2 separate regions of the Muntiacus reevesi genome follow, and region 2 is linked to region 1. Evidence: chromatin contacts called from public Hi-C data. All regions are on one chromosome and are shown on one strand. Each heading gives the region's core, a stretch centred on a gene start, on an enhancer-like site or on the middle of the called end of the contact. The rest is flanking DNA. Distances are from core to core; before and after follow the strand shown.

The links. Hi-C and Micro-C count contacts between places; a contact is called where the count stands out from the background.
Region 2: a contact with region 1 is called in a Hi-C map of muscle, with 5 times the contacts expected there. The contact joins the promoter of ZPR1 here to the promoter of SIDT2 in region 1. A contact is called at or near these places in 2 of 3 Hi-C or Micro-C datasets (blood and muscle).

Annotation. Positions count from the first base shown.
Region 1 is chr9:63,906,901-63,909,685 of mMunRee1.1, forward strand. SIDT2 (SID1 transmembrane family member 2) reads right to left here and starts at 1,498. Exons shown (of 26, transcript XM_065944517.1): 1 at 771-1,498. The coding sequence starts at 953.
Region 2 is chr9:64,318,638-64,321,484 of mMunRee1.1, forward strand. ZPR1 (ZPR1 zinc finger) reads left to right here and starts at 1,553. Exons shown (of 14, transcript XM_065945237.1): 1 at 1,553-1,754; 2 at 1,939-2,100; 3 at 2,503-2,593. The coding sequence starts at 1,584.

The DNA of each region.
Region 1 (2,785 bases), core at 248-2,747:
GAACTCCACTACTTCTTAGTAAATTCAGTCCTGGTGAGAGCTGAGTCGGAGACCATCAGCCAGGCTGGGGCAAGAGTTCTCCCAATTTCAGCCCCACCTTGGGTCTGAACTTCCCAGACCCAGCTATGCCCCTAGCTCAGCTCACAGGTGGGGAGGAAATGAAAGAGAAAGCAGAGTGGGGAAGTTTCTCCACGGTAGGCAAACTCCCTCTCCCCTCCCACCCACCCTGGGGTTGGCTGTATCCCCACCAGCTTCAACTTTCAAGGCCATCTGGCTTTCCAAGGGAGGATGAAGGCTGGGAAGGTCCCAGCAGTTAACAGCAGCCTGGAAAGTCCTGCATTCATTTCCCCAGGGAGTCTCAGCCATAAGCAACCCCCAACCGCTGGGCAGAGCATTTCAGCTTGGGCCACTCTCATCCTCCTGGGGTTTTCTAGGCCAAGCCCAGTAGCATATCTGCTTCCTTGCTCCCAGACCCACAACACCGTCAAGATTCTGGGTGTTGGGTAGGGAGCAAGGCCAGTCCTGCTCAGACTAGAGCTGATGGAAAGGAAGTGATCAAAAAGAGAAGGGGGGAAATGAGGCAACTTCAGAAACCCGTCAAGGGGTAACTTCAGAACAAACATCCCCAGCACAGGAGGAAACTACTGGCAAAAGGGTCCAGTGTGGTTCTGGAAAACCCAGGGGGGCAGCTGTTCTTGGGAACTGACAGAGCCCTGGTCGGCTGGCTCGCCCCACTCGCCACCAGCCCGGAGCCCAGCCCCTTCCCTCACCCGGTTGCGGGTCACGGTATGGTTGAAGGTGTAGATGTTGACCAGCTCGCTGTTGACCTCATCCACGTAGGTGCGCTCAAACTCCGCGTCTTTCTGCGAGACGTTCTTAGGCCCCAGAACTCCCAGATGGCTCTCGACCGAGGCCACCAAGAGAGCCAAGAAGGGCAAGCCCAGGGCGAACATGGCCCCGGCAGGGTGGCAGTGGCGGCGGCAGCGGCGGCGGCGGCGGCGGCAAGCGACAGGACACCTCCAGGGCGGGTTGGGGCTTGGGCCGCAGCTTCCAGCATCTCACCAGGACCAGAACTTTAACCCCGGCCTGAGATTAGGAAGCGTCCCCTCCCTGGAGCCGCAGACGCGCTCTCAGGGACCAGGGAGGGGACGGGGCGGCCGGGGGCGGGAGGGCCGGGGGAAAGGTGACGGGCCTCAGGAAGGGGCCCCAGCTCGCCAGGGGCCGAGCACGGCCGGGAGACTCGGTGGGCGCCCGCCGGGGACGTGACAGCCGGGAGGCGGCTGGTTGCTGGGAGCCTGGAGACGCCGCAGGGGAAAGGGGGAAGCGAGGGAGGGAGGGGAAGCCGGTGGCCCGGCCGGCCGCGAAGGGGCGGAGAGTCTGAGGGTGAGGGGCGTGATAGGAGGTAGCGACCCGACGCCGCGCGGCGCCGCCAGTTCTCTCGGGCGCCGGCCCTTTAAGGGCGGGCAGACGCGGCGGCTTCGGCGCTCTGAACTCCGGGGAGTGAGCGACGCCGCGGGGCGGTAAACAGTAGGACTGCCGGCCCGCCCGGTGACGTCAGGGGAAACTGACACGGATTTAAAGGGCCAGGCCTCGAATTGGGTTTTAAAGGGGCCGCCGCTTTCCAGCTGGAGGCTTCTCCCGCTCGTATCCTGTTGCCGCCTCCTCTTTCATTATCTTTCCCGTCTCTGAAAGGTCACTTTGGATTAGATGGATGGCTCCGTGAAGGATCTCCAAGAATTGAATTCTCGCTGACAAATTCTCTTTCTCAAACATAAGGATTACCCTCACCCCTTCAACGCTGCCATTACCACTAACACTCCTGGACCTTTTTTTTTCTTCCAATGATCCTAAGAAAAGAAAAATTTCTAAGAACTAGGAAAGTGCCCGCGGAGGGGGAGCCCAGACAGAACCGCTAGAGGAACCCTCTCGCCTCCCTGCAGCGGCCACATAGCTTCAAGGATGCTTTCAAAGCTTGCCTTTCTCGCTGATGAGGCAGCTACAAAGCTCATTGAAAGATAGTGACTTTATAAATTAGTGAAACCTTTTCTACAAATTATTTTTGCACCATATCTTAAGAAGCTTAAAGAGCTTTACACTCTTTGACCAGTAATTCCACTTCTGGGGCACTATTCTAAGGAAATAAGAAATACAGATAAAAAAAAATTGTGTGGGCAAATATGCTTATCACTGTGATACTTACATAGAGCATAAAGGAAACAGCTTAAATGTCCACAATGAAGGAGTGGTTAAGTGCACTATTATCATGAAGCCATGGAAAGTGACGCCTAAGACTTTTAGGAATATGAAAGCAAAGAATTCAGGGTATGACACTATACAAACAGTAAGTTTTCCAAATACATAGAAAAACATTGACAAATGCATGAAATTTAGTAATGAGTATCTTTGAATTACAGGCTTCCCAGGTAGCTCGCATGGTAAAGAATTTGCCCGCAGTGTGGGAGATCCGAGTTTGATCTCTAGATTGAAAAAATCCCCTGGAGAAGGGAATGGCAACCCACTCCAGTATTCTTGCCAGAGAACTCCAAACAGAGAAGCTTGGCAGGCTATCGTCTATGGGTCACAAAGAGTCGAACACAACTGAGCAATTCACACACCCATCTCTGAACTACAGGTGGCCTTTTAAATAACATATCATTTCCCTCTAATTCCAGCATATAGACAAGTACTAAAAAGAAAGAGGGAAAGAAAGAAATGAGAAATGGAATATTTCCTGTCATGTCAGTAAACAAGGATGCCATAGTCGTCAGCAATTCAGGACTTCCAA
Region 2 (2,847 bases), core at 303-2,802, 410 kb after region 1:
ACACAAGTGAAATAGAAGCTTATTATGATGGAAGCTTATTTGCCTGGTGTGACTCTCATTTGGACTATGTCGGAAAGCAGTGGCCTCACCATTATCACCAAAGCACCCCGTCACCCTCTCCAGTCCCTCGCTACTCTTTCTCATTGACCCCCTCCCAGTTCAATTTTGGAGGGCTGCTGCTCTGCCTGGGCTGAAGGCTGTTTGTGCCTGGGCTAGGGACCCTTTGGGCTTCCCAGGTGACGCTAGTGGTAAAGAACCTGCCTGTCAATGGAGAAGACTTGAGAGACGTAGGTTTGATCCCTGTGTCAGGAAGATCCCCTGGAGAAGGAAACGGCAACCCGCTTCGGTATTCTTGCCTGGGAAATCCCATGGACAAAGGAGCCTGGCGGGCTGCAGTCCTTGGGGTCACAGAGAGTAAGATGCAACTGAGCACACTGGAGACCCTTCCTTTGCACCTGCATGGCTCACCCATCTGCTTATCGCAGGACAGTGTGCATTAGATACAGGCTCCTGAGGTGGCCAGTCTTTGTTGTCCCTGCTGTTCCAGATTTTGAATGGCCTCTTTTTTGACAATGTCTCTTTTTATGACTGACAATCTTCTCAACTGACAACCCTCAAAATCTTATATCCCCCCACCTCCACCATTCCCTACGTACAGATTCACCACTTGGGAGCAACCCAACTCCTTATAGCTCACTGGGAAATCGAGGGAGGGTGAAGTGGAAAGAAGAGGAGAGGGTGAGCACACCCAGTCCTGTACCCTTGGGACATCCTGGGCAGCATTTTTCCAGCTCAACCTGCCTGGCACAGGGTTCTCACTGCCACACTCACAGCATGAATCCCACCTCAGTCTGGCTTCATAAGCCTGCAGACTGGACCTCTCCCATGACACTCTCGATTTAGCAACTGAACTGGGGGAAATGTGCCTAGGGAAAGTTTAACCCTCCAAAGAGGTGTTCCTGGTGGCGGCTGTTAGGAAACCATGAGGGGTGAATCAGCTGAGGTCCAATGTGGTGGGGATGACCGGCAGGAGTAAAGGTAAAGGCTGTGTATTTGCGGCTGGAATTTGGGCAGGGGTTTACTTGGACAGAAACAGGGAGTGAGAAGAACAGATAGGGAGAGAGTGATCAAGGGACTAAGGGAGGGTGATCTAGAGTTGATGCAGCATGTGGCCCAAAGGTGGATCCAAGCAAATCCAGGTCAGAGTGCACCTCCTCGGGGATACCCATGGATGGCCAGGCCCCTTGTGGTCAAGGCTCTTGTAGTTAGACTTGTGGACCAACAGTTAGAACCCTGTGCGACGGATCTATTGCAAAGGATCAATAAAACTGCCCTGGGACTGAGAAGACCCTCTGGAGGCAGTGACGCCGGAAATGAAATAGAAACAAAGCCTGGACCCAGCTGACTTCTCAAGGCATGACCGGTAAACCAGGCCGGATAGGTCTCCGAGAGGCGTCCGCGGCCTCTTTAAGAAGGGGCGGGGCGGGAGGGTGTGGGCGTAGCTGGCGGAAGTGCCGGAGGAAGGGGTGGGGCCAAGAGAGGGAGGCAAAAGCCGGAAGTTGAGGCCTGATCTTCGCGTGGTGATGTCGGCCGGTGGGGCTGTAGAGCCTGGGCTCCCGGCGGCGGCTGCCGCTCCCTCGCCCGCCCCGGCTCGGGATCCCGGGCCGGGGCACTTGTTCCGGCCTATCAATGCTGAAGACGAGGAGCAGCAGCCCACTGAGATCGAGTCGCTGTGCATGAACTGCTACCGCAATGTGAGGCGAGAGAGCGGCCGCGGGCGGCTGGAGGGTTGGGCAGAGTCGGGGAGGAGCGGGGGTCGGCGATCCTGGCAGGCTGGCCCAGCTGGGGACCTGGAGGCGAGGCACTCTTGGGGCTCAGTAAAGATGGGGGGTTGGGAGTTTCATTGGTACTCTCCTTAACTGTTTTCTGCTTCCACAGGGCATGACGCGCCTCCTGCTCACCAAGATCCCCTTCTTCAGAGAAATAATCGTGAGCTCCTTTTCCTGCGAGCACTGTGGCTGGAACAACACAGAGATCCAGTCGGCGGGCAGGATCCAGGACCAGGGAGTGCGCTACACTTTGACTGTCAGGGCTCAGGAGGTGAGAGGGGCCCAGGGCAGTTACCCTGGTGTCCTAGAGAAAGCTTGGGGACTGGAGTCGGAGCTTCCGTCCAGGTGGTCGGACCTCAAATAAATCCACTTAAGGGTCCAAGCCTCAGTTTCCTCCTTTGTAAAATGGCGTTGGTGCCATCATCTGCTCAGGTGCGGTAAGACTTGTGAACCTGCTTTGTAAGGTATCAAATGAAGCAGTAGTATCAGAAGGTATCAAATGAGCAGTAGTTATGAATAGTATTCTAGCCATTTGGGTGGCTGGTTCACATCGAGGTGCTATTCCACAGGAGCAGTCTGGACTGCCCCCAGTGGGGAGAGGAAAGAAAACAGCTGGGCTGGGGACTCCAGTATTGTTGACTTCTGTGGACTGAAGGTCTTTCATTCTGCCCAGGACATGGATAGAGAAGTAGTGAAGACTGACTCTGCCACCACTAGGATCCCAGAGCTGGATTTTGAAATTCCTGCCTTCAGCCAGAAAGGAGGTATATTTAAGATCAGAGTGTTTGCGCTGTTCATGCCTGGCCTGAATCTTACTGTCTTGCAGAACTCTTGGTGCCAGGTGTAGTGGCTTATGTATGGATTTGGCCACATCCTTGTGATCTTCATTGGTTTAACCTAAGCAGAGCGCTTAGATAAAGTAGCTTAAGGTAGTATATAGTGATAGTAACACTGTGATGTACTTATTACAGAATTGTCTGTAATAATCACTCTTAACTAGAGGTGAATGGAACTTTGT